2 separate regions of the Pan troglodytes genome follow, and region 1 is linked to region 2. Evidence: chromatin contacts called from public HiChIP or PLAC-seq data. All regions are on one chromosome and are shown on one strand. The core of a region is the stretch at or near the end of the contact, and the rest is flanking DNA. Distances in the headings are between cores, read along the strand shown.

What was found. HiChIP or PLAC-seq counts read pairs in DNA pulled down with a chosen protein or histone mark.
Region 1: a contact with region 2 is called in an H3K4me3 HiChIP or PLAC-seq map of stem cell-derived excitatory neurons, with 7 times the contacts expected there. The contact joins the promoter of TRMO here to the promoter of TBC1D2 in region 2. A contact is called at or near these places in 2 of 7 Hi-C or Micro-C datasets (blood and stem cell-derived neural progenitor cells) and 1 of 1 datasets of contacts at active chromatin or transcription factors (stem cell-derived excitatory neurons).

The regions. Positions count from the first base shown.
Region 1 is chr11:40,588,492-40,594,869 of NHGRI_mPanTro3-v2.0_pri, reverse strand. TRMO (tRNA methyltransferase O) reads right to left here and starts at 2,278. Exons shown (of 8, transcript XR_001720917.4): 1 at 2,127-2,278.
Region 2 is chr11:40,257,092-40,263,055 of NHGRI_mPanTro3-v2.0_pri, reverse strand. It overlaps TBC1D2 (TBC1 domain family member 2), which reads right to left and starts at 3,496. Exons shown (of 13, transcript XR_001720919.4): 1 at 2,512-3,496.

The DNA.
Region 1 (6,378 bases), core at 1,029-3,528, 330 kb before region 2:
AGATAAATAAGCACAGGTATGCCAAAAACCAGCACAAGAACCTCATGGAAATGGGGAGAAGTGGTTCCTCAAAGGAGCATGAGAGAATTAGGACTGGTTTCAGAATGCAGAAAGGATAAAAACAACACAGGGCCACTACACTAGCTGTGTGACCATGGGAAAAACTAGCTTCTCTCTCTGAATCCGTTTTCTCATCTACAAAACAAGGGATACTACCTACTTTGGAAAGCTGTAAGAGTACTAATAAAATAGGAAAGCATCCAGTAAAATAGAAGGTGCCCAGCAAGGAGTGCTTTTTAAAGTCCCTGCTCAGGCTTTTTCCTCATTTAAACATTACAACTGTATTAACTGTGTAATAAGTAAAAAGCCAGCAAGCAATCAATGTGGGGTTTTTTGTGTACAGGATTGTCTACACGTCTTGCTCTGAAAATAAGTTCAGGTCCTTTTCATTTCTGCCTGTACTATTAAATTACCCTTCTTAGGCTTTCTGTCCCCACTGCAAGTTCTTCCCCTTCTCAAAATACTCTAGACGAATCCTCAACACTCCTAGAGTTTCTTGTGTTATGCTAACTCTTTAACTTTAAACTTTTCATGTTCTCCACTGTTAACAGACTTTGTATTTCTTAGCCTGGTACTCAAGGTTCTTCACAATCAGAATCCAAAGGTTCCCACCTCCCTGTTCCATCCAACACTTTAGACTTCTAGCTCCCCAAATCTATACTGTGTAGACTTCTGAGCCCTGGCTTCTGCGTTTTCCTTCCTGTCAAAATATGAGACCTGTAATCGGCAGTGTGCAACAATTTTTTTTAAATAAGCACATTTGGCCAGGTAATAGCACTTCCAAGAAATTTAACAAAGTTCAAACTTTAGAATGTACACAAACATTTCGGCTTCAAGAGCTTTCTTTTAGAACAATGCAAACTGGCAATAACTTAAATGCTCAGTAACAGGAAGCTGGTTAAATTAGAGCACATATCTAAAACAAAGCGTTAGGCTGGTTGCTGTGGCTCATGCCTGTAATCCCAAAACTTTGGGAGGCTAAGGCAGGTGGATTGCTTAAGCCCAGGAGTTTGAGACCAGCCTGGGCAACACGGTGAGAGCTTGCCTCTACAAAAATTAATAATAACAAAACAAAGTGTTAATTTTTTTTTTTGAGACGGAGTCTCGCTCTGTCGCCCAGGCTGGAGTGCAGTGGCGCGATCTCGGCTCACTGCAAGCCCGCCTCCCGGGTTCATGCCATTCTCCTGCCTCAGCCACCCGAGTAGCTGGGACTACAGGAGCCCACCACCACGCCCGGCTAATTTTTTTGTATTTTTTGGTAGAGACGAGGTTTCACCGTGTTAGCCAGGATGGTCTCGATCTCCTGACCTCGTGATCCGCCCACCTCGGCCTCCCAAAGTGCTGGGATTACAGGCGTGAGCCACTGCGCCCGGCCCAAAGTGTTATAATTAACATTAACTGCCCTGTTAAGATTTTTTTAAAATTATTTTAACGTTACTAAACAGGTCGTATAGTACCTCACTTTCCAAGTGTGTATGCAAAGAAACAAGCATGGAAGGTAGACACCAAGATATTGACAATGGCTTTCTCTGGCAGGTTATTTTAATTTTCTTCCATTTGCTTTCCAGTTTCTAAAGCTAATATATTCCTCTATGAAGACGTCTGAGTAAAGAGAAACAAATTCATGCCTTGTCTTTCTAGGCCCAATTTAAAACTATTTTCTCCCTCCGAAACTTTCCCCCTTCTCTCTCCTCATTGCTACAGCGCAGGATGCCTCTCTATGGCATTTATTAATTCCTAACCCGCCTAACACCACCTCCCATACGCTATGGCAAGGAAACCCCTAAGAGAAAAGTCGCTACGCTGCACATAGCTGCTCCAGCTACTCAGCCAAGACTACGCAGACAGTACAAGTCTTATAACAAAGCGGAACAAGCCAGATGACGTCATCCCGCGCCAAAGCACATCACGTGGTCTCCGCAGCACGTGACCCGTGCCTTCGCCGTAGGTAAAACAATGACGCACGTCACTTCCAGATCGTGCGTTTCACACCCCTCTCGGCAACGAAGTCCGCTGCCTGGGCCTAAACCTCTCCAGAGTGTGGCACCGCCGGTGTTGGAAGTTACCTGTCTCCAGATCCGGCTTCACGCAGCCGCACGGGGTCGCTGTAGGCCGAGGCCCAGTCTCCTCCAAGGCGCGCATGGCTACTGGTTGCTGAGGTGCCCACCCGACGCATTCAACCTTCCGCTTCCGCTCTCCATGCCTGACGCATGCGCAGTGGCCTCGCCGGCGCGGTCCCGCGAACCCAGGAGAGTGCGCGCGCGCAGGGTGGCGTTGAGGGAAGCTTTGAGTTCTCCATGGGGCGTCGAACCCTATCCCGGGCGTGTGCCCCTCCGGGACCCCAATCTCGTTTATCTTACACACAGCTGCTACAGTTGCCCGCCCTCCTAGGGTAGAATGCGACTCCAGGTTCCCGCGCTTTTTGAGAGGGAACACACCTCCATGAAGAACTCGCAACTATGTCTCTCTCGAAATATTATTAAGTAACCTATACGTCCAGTATGATTCTAATTTTTAAGGGACGTGTATATGTAATTAACACAGAGCGGAAGGACTGGACGTTAAGAAATGTTAAGAATTCTCTGACACCTGTGGTCCCAGCTACCCAGGAGATTGAGGCGGGAGGATCGCTTGAGCCCAGGAGTTTGAGGCTGCAGTGAACCGTGATCGCGCCACTGCACTCCAGCCTGGGTGACAGAGCAAGACCTCGTATCAAAAAAAAAAAAAAAAAAAAAAATTATCCCTGGGTGGTGGGAAATTTTTCCATAATAGAAGTTGTGCTTTGTCAGAAACAACCCCAAATAAGCCTTATCTCAAGTGTGGTGGATGTTATAAAGGAGCCCTACTATGTGCTAGGGGTTAAGGAGTGGAAACTGTTTCTTGTGCTCCACACCTTACCGGAACTGAAGTGAGAATGGAATTATAAGAGTCAACATGCCATGTGCATTGTGGGGATTATTGTCGTTTCTGGACAGCTCTGAGAAGCTAAGAGCTAACAAGAATCATTTAATCCCATGCAATGACCAGTTGTCCTTGCAATGATAGCCTTTTACCCACTTGTAATGCTGTCTCTCACCTGTAGTAAGTTTCTCTGTATATAATTCTCTTTCTGGGAGAAATTTTAAAATCTTTTATCTTTTTATCTGTTAACATTATCTGCAGTATAAAATATTCAAAAGCATATGAGTCACAGATTGAAAAGTCTAACAACCATGAAAAGATGTTTCCATGTCTGTCCATTTGTCATTGATTTCTGGTAGAAAATAACCAGCAGGAGGAGCCAAATAATTAAAGATTGTGGTTTAAAAAATAAGATAAAACTGATCAAATTCATATAGTGTCTTTTGGCAGGTCATTTTTACAGGACAACTTGGAAAAGGCTGCCATTTTTTTTAGGAGGGACAGCTCTGTGCAGCTGGAGAAACAAGTTTGAAAACCATTGTTTTATATATATATAGCGCCCGCGCGTGTGTGTGTATGTGTGTGTTTATAAAACTGGGCCAGAATTACTGCGCTTGCCACTAGATGGTGGTGTTGCTGAAAATGATAGTCCCGCTTTATTTGTGGAAAGACTAGATTTAAAGAGATATTTGCCCTCCTGGAGGGCATGGTAGACGTTGATAATCACACAAAAAAATATGTAATTACCAAGTGTGACAAGTACTGAAATGCAAAGCTGATTTGAATATACTAGGGAAATAGATTGCTACCTCTTTTATAGGTGAAATTTCTCTTGACTGAAAACAGGAACTTAAATATGCAGCACATTTTTTAGTCTATGATTTGAAGTTCTTATTATCTTGTCTGGAATTATATGTGATTATTTGCAGTTTATAAGACTTAACCTCTCCTCCAGATGTAAGACCTAGAAATCTGCCTTAAAGACATGACCTAAATAATTATGTAGTCTTCAGCTTGTACTACTTTGAGAAACACTTCTCAGTAGAGTGATTCTTAACCTCTCATTTGGGTGAAGGACCCCTTTGAGAATCAACTAAAGCTTTGAACCGTCTCACACATCATTTTGGCTATAATATCATATGGTTCATGGGTTTCTGACCTAACATGAGAGGAAGGCAGCACAAAGTCAAGCTAGAAGGATTCTTGCAAAACTTTAATTCTGTCACCTAAAGGTTCTAAGCCAAGAAGAACGCCAGAAGAATTTTAGATGCACAGTGATGTTTAAACAAGAATGGTGAGAAAGCAGAAGTTGTGTGTGAATGCAGGGAGTGATGTAAGAGGGCAAGCAGAAAGGGTCCCGAGAGGTGGAGAGAGAAATTCTGCTTCCTCTAATGTACTGCATTCCTCTTTCCCTCTCCTTCCCCATCTCATCTTTGTGCTCCTGTGCACTGTACGTATGCAAATCTCTTAAGGTCCATCTTAATGCAACACTGTTAGAACTTGAGACTTCAGTTTACTCTTTTTTTTCCTCTAATTTTGGCCCACTCTGGCAGGTGAAATTGAGACAGAAGCACATTCCAAAGAAGAAAAAAAAGCACTGAGGAAGTCAGATGTGACTTTGGGTGAGTACCTTCCCTCTATGTTATTCCCTCATCTTTAAGTGAGAGTGATAATCACCGCCTGGCCTATTTCACATACTTTTGTACAGATCAAATAAAATAGTTTATGTGAAAGTATAAATGTTGAAGTGTCATTGAGAGGTAAGAAACTATTATATGGTTGTGGCCGGGCGCGGTGGCTCACTCCTGTAATCCCAGCACTTTGGGAGGCCGAGGAGGATCACGAGGTCAGGAGATCGAGACCATCCTGGCTAACATGGTGAAACCCCGTCTACTAAAAATACAAAAAAAATAAAAAAATAGCCAAGCGTGGTGGCGGGCGCCTGTAGTCCCAGCTAGTCGGGAGGCTGAGGCAGGAGAATGGCGTGAACCCAGGAGGCGGAGCTTGCAGTGAGCCGAGATGGTGCCACTGCACTCCAGCCTGGGCGACAGAGTGAGACTCTGTCTCAAAAAAAAAAAAAAAAAAGAGAAGAAACTATTATGTGGTTGTGCTGCCCTGCCCTCAGTATGTTGTGTAATAAATATAATAGGGGTATGAATAATTGTGCAATGAATACATCCTGATGGTAAAAAATTTAATGTACACACAAAAGGGGGTAGGCAGATAGGAGGGAAACAATATTGTAACATCCCACTGTACTAGTGGTTCTCAACCCTACATCCACTTTAGAATTGTCAGGAGAGCTTTTAAAATAAAAACATCCTAAATGCAATTCTATATCCTGGATTGGACCCTGAAGCAGACAAAGGACATTAGTGGAAAAATTCATGAAAACGGAATAATGTCTGTAGTTAATGGTAGCGTAACTATCCTGATTTCTTAGTTTTGGCAAATGGCCCATGGTTATGTAAGACGTTAACATTGGTGTAAACTGGGCGAAAGGTATATAGTAACTTTTGTACTATCATAACAACTTTTCTGTAATTCTAAAATTATTCCTCCAAAAACTATTATTTGAAGCATAAAACAATTAAAAAATAAATATACCTATGCCTGTACATCAGCTAGATGGGGGAATCTGAATCCCTGGGGGAGAAGTCTGGACATATATGTATTTTTGAAACCTTCCCAGGTGAGTCTAATGTACCAGAAGGGTTGAGAGAACCACTGCTCTCTCATGTTCATTATACCATGAATGCCTGAGGGACTGTGACCCTGTCTTGTTCTTTGATGTAGCTAGTACCTAGCACAGTGCCTGTATGGAAAGCTTGTGCAAGTGTGTTCTTGCTGAATGAAACTTTATTTGCAAAAATATCCTTAGTCCTCTGTAATAACAGAAGGAAAAGTGAAAACAAAAAATACCAGGGTAGATTTTCAGACATCTTCCCATCCAGAATAGCTTCTATTCCTGCCCCGGTCTCTTGTCGTTTTCAGTTAATCTTTACCATTATCACTATATTTATCATATTCCTAAAATAGTGAAATTGCCATTCCATTGTTCAAAAATCTGACTTCATTCCCCATTTTTAACAAGTGATATATTTCTTGGTTAGGTAAGCAAACTATTCTATGCTCTAGTAATATGAGCTTTTCAGCATGCAAGCCTACTACTATTTCATATGGACTCTACATTAACCATAGTTTGCCTGCAGTTCTCTTGAACATGTTTTGAACTCACCCTTCTCTTTGTCACATACAGTAATGCTGCTATCCTCATCTATGCAAATACTTTCCGTCTTTCAAGGCTTCATGCCTGTGTAATTTTTTCAGGTCACTCCAGCAAAAAGTGAGCATTCTCTGTTTGTATCTACCATTCAAATGGCACCAGCCCTTACTATTTTCTTTTGTGATTATTTG
Region 2 (5,964 bases), core at 2,247-4,746:
TGGTAGAACTAGTCCCAGAACCCTGGTCTAGAAGTTGGATTTTATGGCCAGGAGATTAGTGGCTTCGTAAAGAAGGCTTGAGATCAGCTGAGGTGGACTGCAGAAGATGAACAGCTCACCGGGAGTGGATGGGGATTCTCAGAGAGCTGCCTGCAATCAAGGCCACATGAGAACAGCAGCGGGCTACATGGCAACAGAGGCAAACTCCCTATCTCAGGGGTTCACTGGTGTGCACTATGCAGGGGGGAGTCTGTGAAAGTGACCCTCAGGCTGTCACACAGGTATCAATAAGATAAATGATGCCCACCAGTGTTCTCTTTCCATACACTCTCTGAGAGAGACTGCAGCACCTCCCAGGTCTTCCCCATGACCTTAATGCTGATGAGCTCCAGCCGAACCCAAATACCCCATTTTATTAACTCATTTGACAAGGGTATACTGAGCATTGACATATGTGTCAGAGATAGTGCTAGGCACTGAATACAGAGGTGAGCCAACACACATGGTCCCTGTCCCCTTGGAACTTGAGAGTCTCCTGCAGGGGACATGTACCCGGATGTTCCATGGGCTCCTCATCCTGAGTTCCCTCCTGTCAGTGCCTGACCCAACCAGGCAGTCAGCCAGTTACTCCAGCCACTCCTGACATCTCCCTCATTCTACTTCCCTACTATCCCGAGACACCTCCATTGTCCCCTTCCCCACAGCCACAGCTCTAGTTCAGCTGTCACTCTCTCCTGATCACCTTCTGATGGGCTCCCTGAGTACCAGCCTTGCCCTTCCCCTAGTTTCTTCTCTATCCAATAGTCAGACTGAGCTTTTGCTACTTGGCCTAATTTGCCAATTCCCCACCCTCGGGCCTCTGCTCTTCAACTCCATCCTTTGGGCCCCTCTGTTTTTCTGGCTCATGTGATTTGCCTGGACACTCAGGGCTGTATCATGGTTTCCTACTTTTGCTCACGGTGCTCTCTTGACCTGGAATACCTTTCTCCCTCTTGTCTGCTTGCCACCTATTTCTTCTTTCAAGCCTTGGGTGTGTCCCTCCTCCAGATGCCTTTCTGGCTAGCCCCTTCCACTTGGTGGAACTGACTCCTCCTGTCACCACACCTTCTTGCACAGACTTATCACATGTCTCTACAGAACATTTTAGGGTGCATGCAGGTTCTCCCTCAGTCTCTCCCATCAGACTTTAAGCTGTCAGAGAACCAGGGGTCGGGGTGCATTAGCTCCACACCCCAGAGCCAAGTGCAGAGCCAGGAACAATGGAATACTATTATAAAGACCATGTGTTGAAGACCCTGCATACAGCAGTCAACCTGTGGAAGAGACACATAGACCCGGGAACCACATGACCTCGAAAATGCCTTCCCTGGCCAGGGATTCCTGAGTTTCATTATTTTAACCAAGTCCCCCAGCCTGGTCACCCGCCAAGTCCAGTCAGTAAAGGAGAACTGAACACGTGGTCATCCACAGATACCCACTTAGCTGGAGGTGGGGTTGGAGGGGTGGAAAGATGGGGATGGGGTGGGGAAGGCTATCTCCTGGCACATTCTTCTCTGATGCCCATAGAACACTTAGCCCAGATCTGTCTTTCCAATTAAGTTATGGGACACCTCCTCTTGACATTAGCACTCTGATCTTGGTTCCATCACCTTGTGTGTGCATGTGTGCTTATGCAACAAAAAATTATTAAGTACCCCACTAGGTACCAGGCTGTATTCTAGGTGATGCAATTAATTCAACAATTTGTACATGCCTGTGATGTGTCAAATGCTTACAAACAACCTAGGTTCTGAGAGGTTAAGTAACTTGTCCAGGGTCACACAGCTAGTAAGTAGCAAATGTACAATTTGAATCCAAGCCCGTCTGATTTCAAAGAACGTGGCCTTTCTACTGCTTTAGGCTTTCTCAGTTAAACATGATGATAAAACCTACCCCTTGCTGCTGATAGGAAAACAGGTTTAAGCATGCCTAGATGAACAATCTAGGCTGATCAGTGAAACCTAAGTGTTTATTTTCCTAATCCCTGCCAGTCTCTTCTCAGCATTCACTGACCTTGGCCAAAACATCAAGAAACGGGAATCAGAATCCTGGCCTTGAGAGAGGATTGCAAAGACCATATTTTGACTTACTTAGGTCCCAGGTAAGAAAGTTAAGGTAACTGCACTGTCAGGCACACCCAAAAGTAAAAGTTTTGATTCAGCACTGAGAGGTAGAAAGACTATGGGATTCCAAGCTACCCTACTCTCTAGACGCATGGACCTCGAGCCAGTCCTTTCATCTCCCTCTGACTCAGTTTCTTGATCTGTAAAATGGGTCTGTCTTCCCTGCCTTGTGGGAACCCAATGAGGAAATGGATGGGAATGCACTTTGCAAAGCACAAAGTTCTTGGAACAGTCGGTGACGACAGTTCCAGTCAATTTACTGTGTCCACCTCACACTCGCGCCCAGCCTTGCCCTGCGAAAAGGGGACCTCACGCCGCTGGAAAGGAGAAAGTCGTTCCAGGAATTTACCTTCAGGGTAATAACCCGGCTGGGAGTCTTGATTTCGAAGATCCCCTCCTCAGCGTCCGCCTTACAGTCAAACACTGCACTGGAGAGGTCGATGCTGTCCAAGGGATTAGCATCCTGCGCGGTCCGCGAGTAATACAGCTGACATTTCCTTTCGTCGTAGAAGAACCAGCGGGATTTCCAGCCCCGGATGGGCCCTTTGCCGCCGAACTTACTTAAATACCCACAGAGTTTCTTGGGGACCGCCTCCAGGGACCGGGCGCAGTCCCCCGATTCTTCCTCCGGAGGCGGCACCTGTGGATCCCTGGCAGACTCTTCGGACCCAGGGGCAGAGGAGCTGGACTCCGGGGCGTTCTCCCCAGCGCCCTCCATCGCCGCCAGCCGGAGACTGCGGAGGGACGAGGGGTCTGCGGGACCACCAGGGACAAATCTCGGAGACTCGGCGGGCACCTTCCCAAAGGGAGACACCTGGGCGGGGGCGGGGCCGACGGCGAACCCGCCCCCAGGAAGCCACAGAGTCGGGACTGGGTGCGGTGCGTGCGCCTCAAAGACCGCAAACCCAGGTTACGGCGGCTGGCCACGCCCCTCCACCGCCAGGCCACGCCCCCGCAGCGCTCAGTCGGCTCCCTGCAAGGCCCGGCTGCTTCCGGCTTTTTCTCCGCGCCAGTCAGCCATCTTTACTAAGGGCGGCCGTGCTCCCTGGCTTCAGGTTAAAGGCGTGGTGGCACTGAGTTAGGTTAACCGCGGGCAGAGAAGCCTGTCCCTAGCTACACTTCCCTGGTAGTTCGCATAGTCACCTAGAAAGATAGTGCTTTCTTGCACCCGATGGGCTGCTTGTTCCCTCCCTCTGCCGCGCGGGGCACCCTCGGACGGCGCATCTCGCGGCCATTGGCTGAAAGGAAGACCGCTGGGAGGCCCATCTTCCGGCGTCGCCCGGGCAGCGCGGCTCCGGAGCTGTCTGCCACTCTTCTGGTGTTCCTTCAGCCCCGTCAATGACGCCGCGGACGGCCTTCTTATCCCTCGCCTGACCGCGGTGGCCTCCCCAGCTCTCTGTCCTGGCTCCTATTCGCCTCCTGACAGCGCTGGTTGTGTTGCTTGGGGCGCCCAGGCGCGGCCGCTGCGCTGCGGAAACCCAGTGCCACTCCTGGGGCATAGTTGGGTGCAGTACATTTATTTTTATTTTGTTATTGCTATTATTATTTTTAGAGACGGTCTGGCTCTGTCACCCAGGCTGGAGTGCAGTGGCGCGATCAGAGCTCACTGCAGTCTCCGCCTCCCGGTCTCAAGCCATCCTCCCGCCTCAGTCTCCCGAGTAGCTGAGACCGCAACTGCGTACCACCACACCCGGCTAATTTTTAAATTGTTTTTTGCTGAGAGGGGGGGTCTTGAATTCCTGGCCTCAAGCGATTCTCCTGCCTCGGCCTCCTAAAGTGCTGGAATTACAGGCGAGAGCCACCGCGCCAGGCTGTTTTGTAAATAAATAATTTAGGGTTTGACTAACTTGCTCAACTTCTGCCTCATTTTACCTGTTTCCCCTTAAATTTCTCCCCTTCCCTCCTAAGGCGCATTTCTCCATTAGCGTTGCGGAGCCCAATTCCGTCCAGCTTTCTTTAGGAGCTTCTTTCCGCCTTTCTCTTGCCCTTTGTTCAGCCCTTCCTTTACTTCATCGTCTCCCCCTCAGCCATCGTTAACGAGACCCTCATGCACACTCAGTGATATTGACAAGAAGCAGGGTGGGGGTAAAGGCGAGGGCTCTAGAGTCTATTTGCATAATTTTCAGATTCCCACTCTGCAATACTGAGTGATTTACTCAACCTAAAAATGGAGATAACACTTCTTCCCACCCACCCCCGACCCGCCGCCAGACAACTTTACAGTGAAGCTAATGAAATTTATGTTCACTTGCATGGGTCGCTGGGATTTGTAGTCTTAACAGGTGGGGAGTTGCAACCAGGGAGCATTTCTCCTAAATGCCAGAGAGCTCTTCATTTGTTATAATTTACAATTTATTTTCTCATTCTAAATAACCATCGTAATACCTAATTTTGTGTTCATAATTTTGTAATTTTTTTAAAATCAGAAGGCCCTTAATGCTGTTTAATTCCAGTCCCCACAAAACCTGGATCTACACCTGTCTACCCTTAGAGTTGTTTTGATAATTAAATAAAATAATATGTGTGAAGCTCTTAGTACAGAACGTGGGACAAAATATTTCTTTTCTTTTCGAGACAGAGTTTCGCTCTTGTTGCGCAGGCTGGAGTGCAATGGCGCGATCTCGGCTCACAGTGACCTCCGCCTCCCGGATTCAAGCGATTCTCCTGCCACCGCACCCAGCCAGTTTCTTTTCTTTTCTTTTTTTTTAATTTTTTTTTTTTTGATACAGAGTCTCGCTCTGTCGCCCAAGCTGGAGTGCAGTGGCATGCTCTCCAATCCCCATTCTCCTGCCTCAGCTTCCCGAGTAGCTGGGATTACATACACGCGTCACCATACCCAGCTAATTTTTGTATTTTTAGTAGAGACGGGGTTTCACCATGTTGGCTAGGATGGTCTGGATCTCCTGACCCTGTGATCCACCGGCCTCGGCCTCCCAAAGTGCTGGGATTACAGTCATGAGCCACAGTGCCTGGCCCCATTCCTGATTTTTAAAACCTCTTAATAAAACAAACAGCATACCTTATTTGTTCTAGGTTTTGTAGCTAGGCAATGATAAATATTTGAAAGAATAATTATAATTATAAATATATTACATATACCAGAAAAACTCAAGTGGTGGCCTGTTTTTAAAAACTGTGCATATGTGTATAGATGTCTCCAGCAGCAAACAAATGGAAAATATAATGGACAACATCCCTTACATAAATGACTTACATAATGAATACCTCATTGCTTTATAGTAGGATATAAGACAAAACAAATATGTCCCTGAGTGGGAAGAGTTAATATTGTAAAGATGTCACATTCCTCAAATTAATCCATACAGTTAATACATTTTCAATCAAACTCCCGATAGGCTTTTTTTTTTTTTTTTTTTTGAGACAGAGTCTTGCTCTGTCACCCAGGCTGGAGTGCACTGGAGCGATATCGGCTCACTGCAACCTCTGCCTCCTGGGTTTAAGCTATTCTCCTGCCTCAGCCTCCCTAGTAGCTGGGACCACAGGCAGGGCACTATGCTCAGCTAATTTTTGTATTTTCAGTAGAGGTGGGGTTTCACCATGTTGGCCAGGCTGGTTTTGAATTCCTGACCTCAAGTGATCCACCCACTTCAGCCTCCCAAAGTGCTAGGATCACAGGCGTGAGCCACCATGCCTGGCCTCGATAGGCTTTAAAAAAACTTTTTATTTTTGAATAGTTTTAGAAAAAGTTACAGAGACAATGGGAGAATTTCTGTAGACCCTACACCCAGTTTCCCCTAATGTTAACATTTTGCTTAATCCTGGTATGTTTGGCAAAAATAAA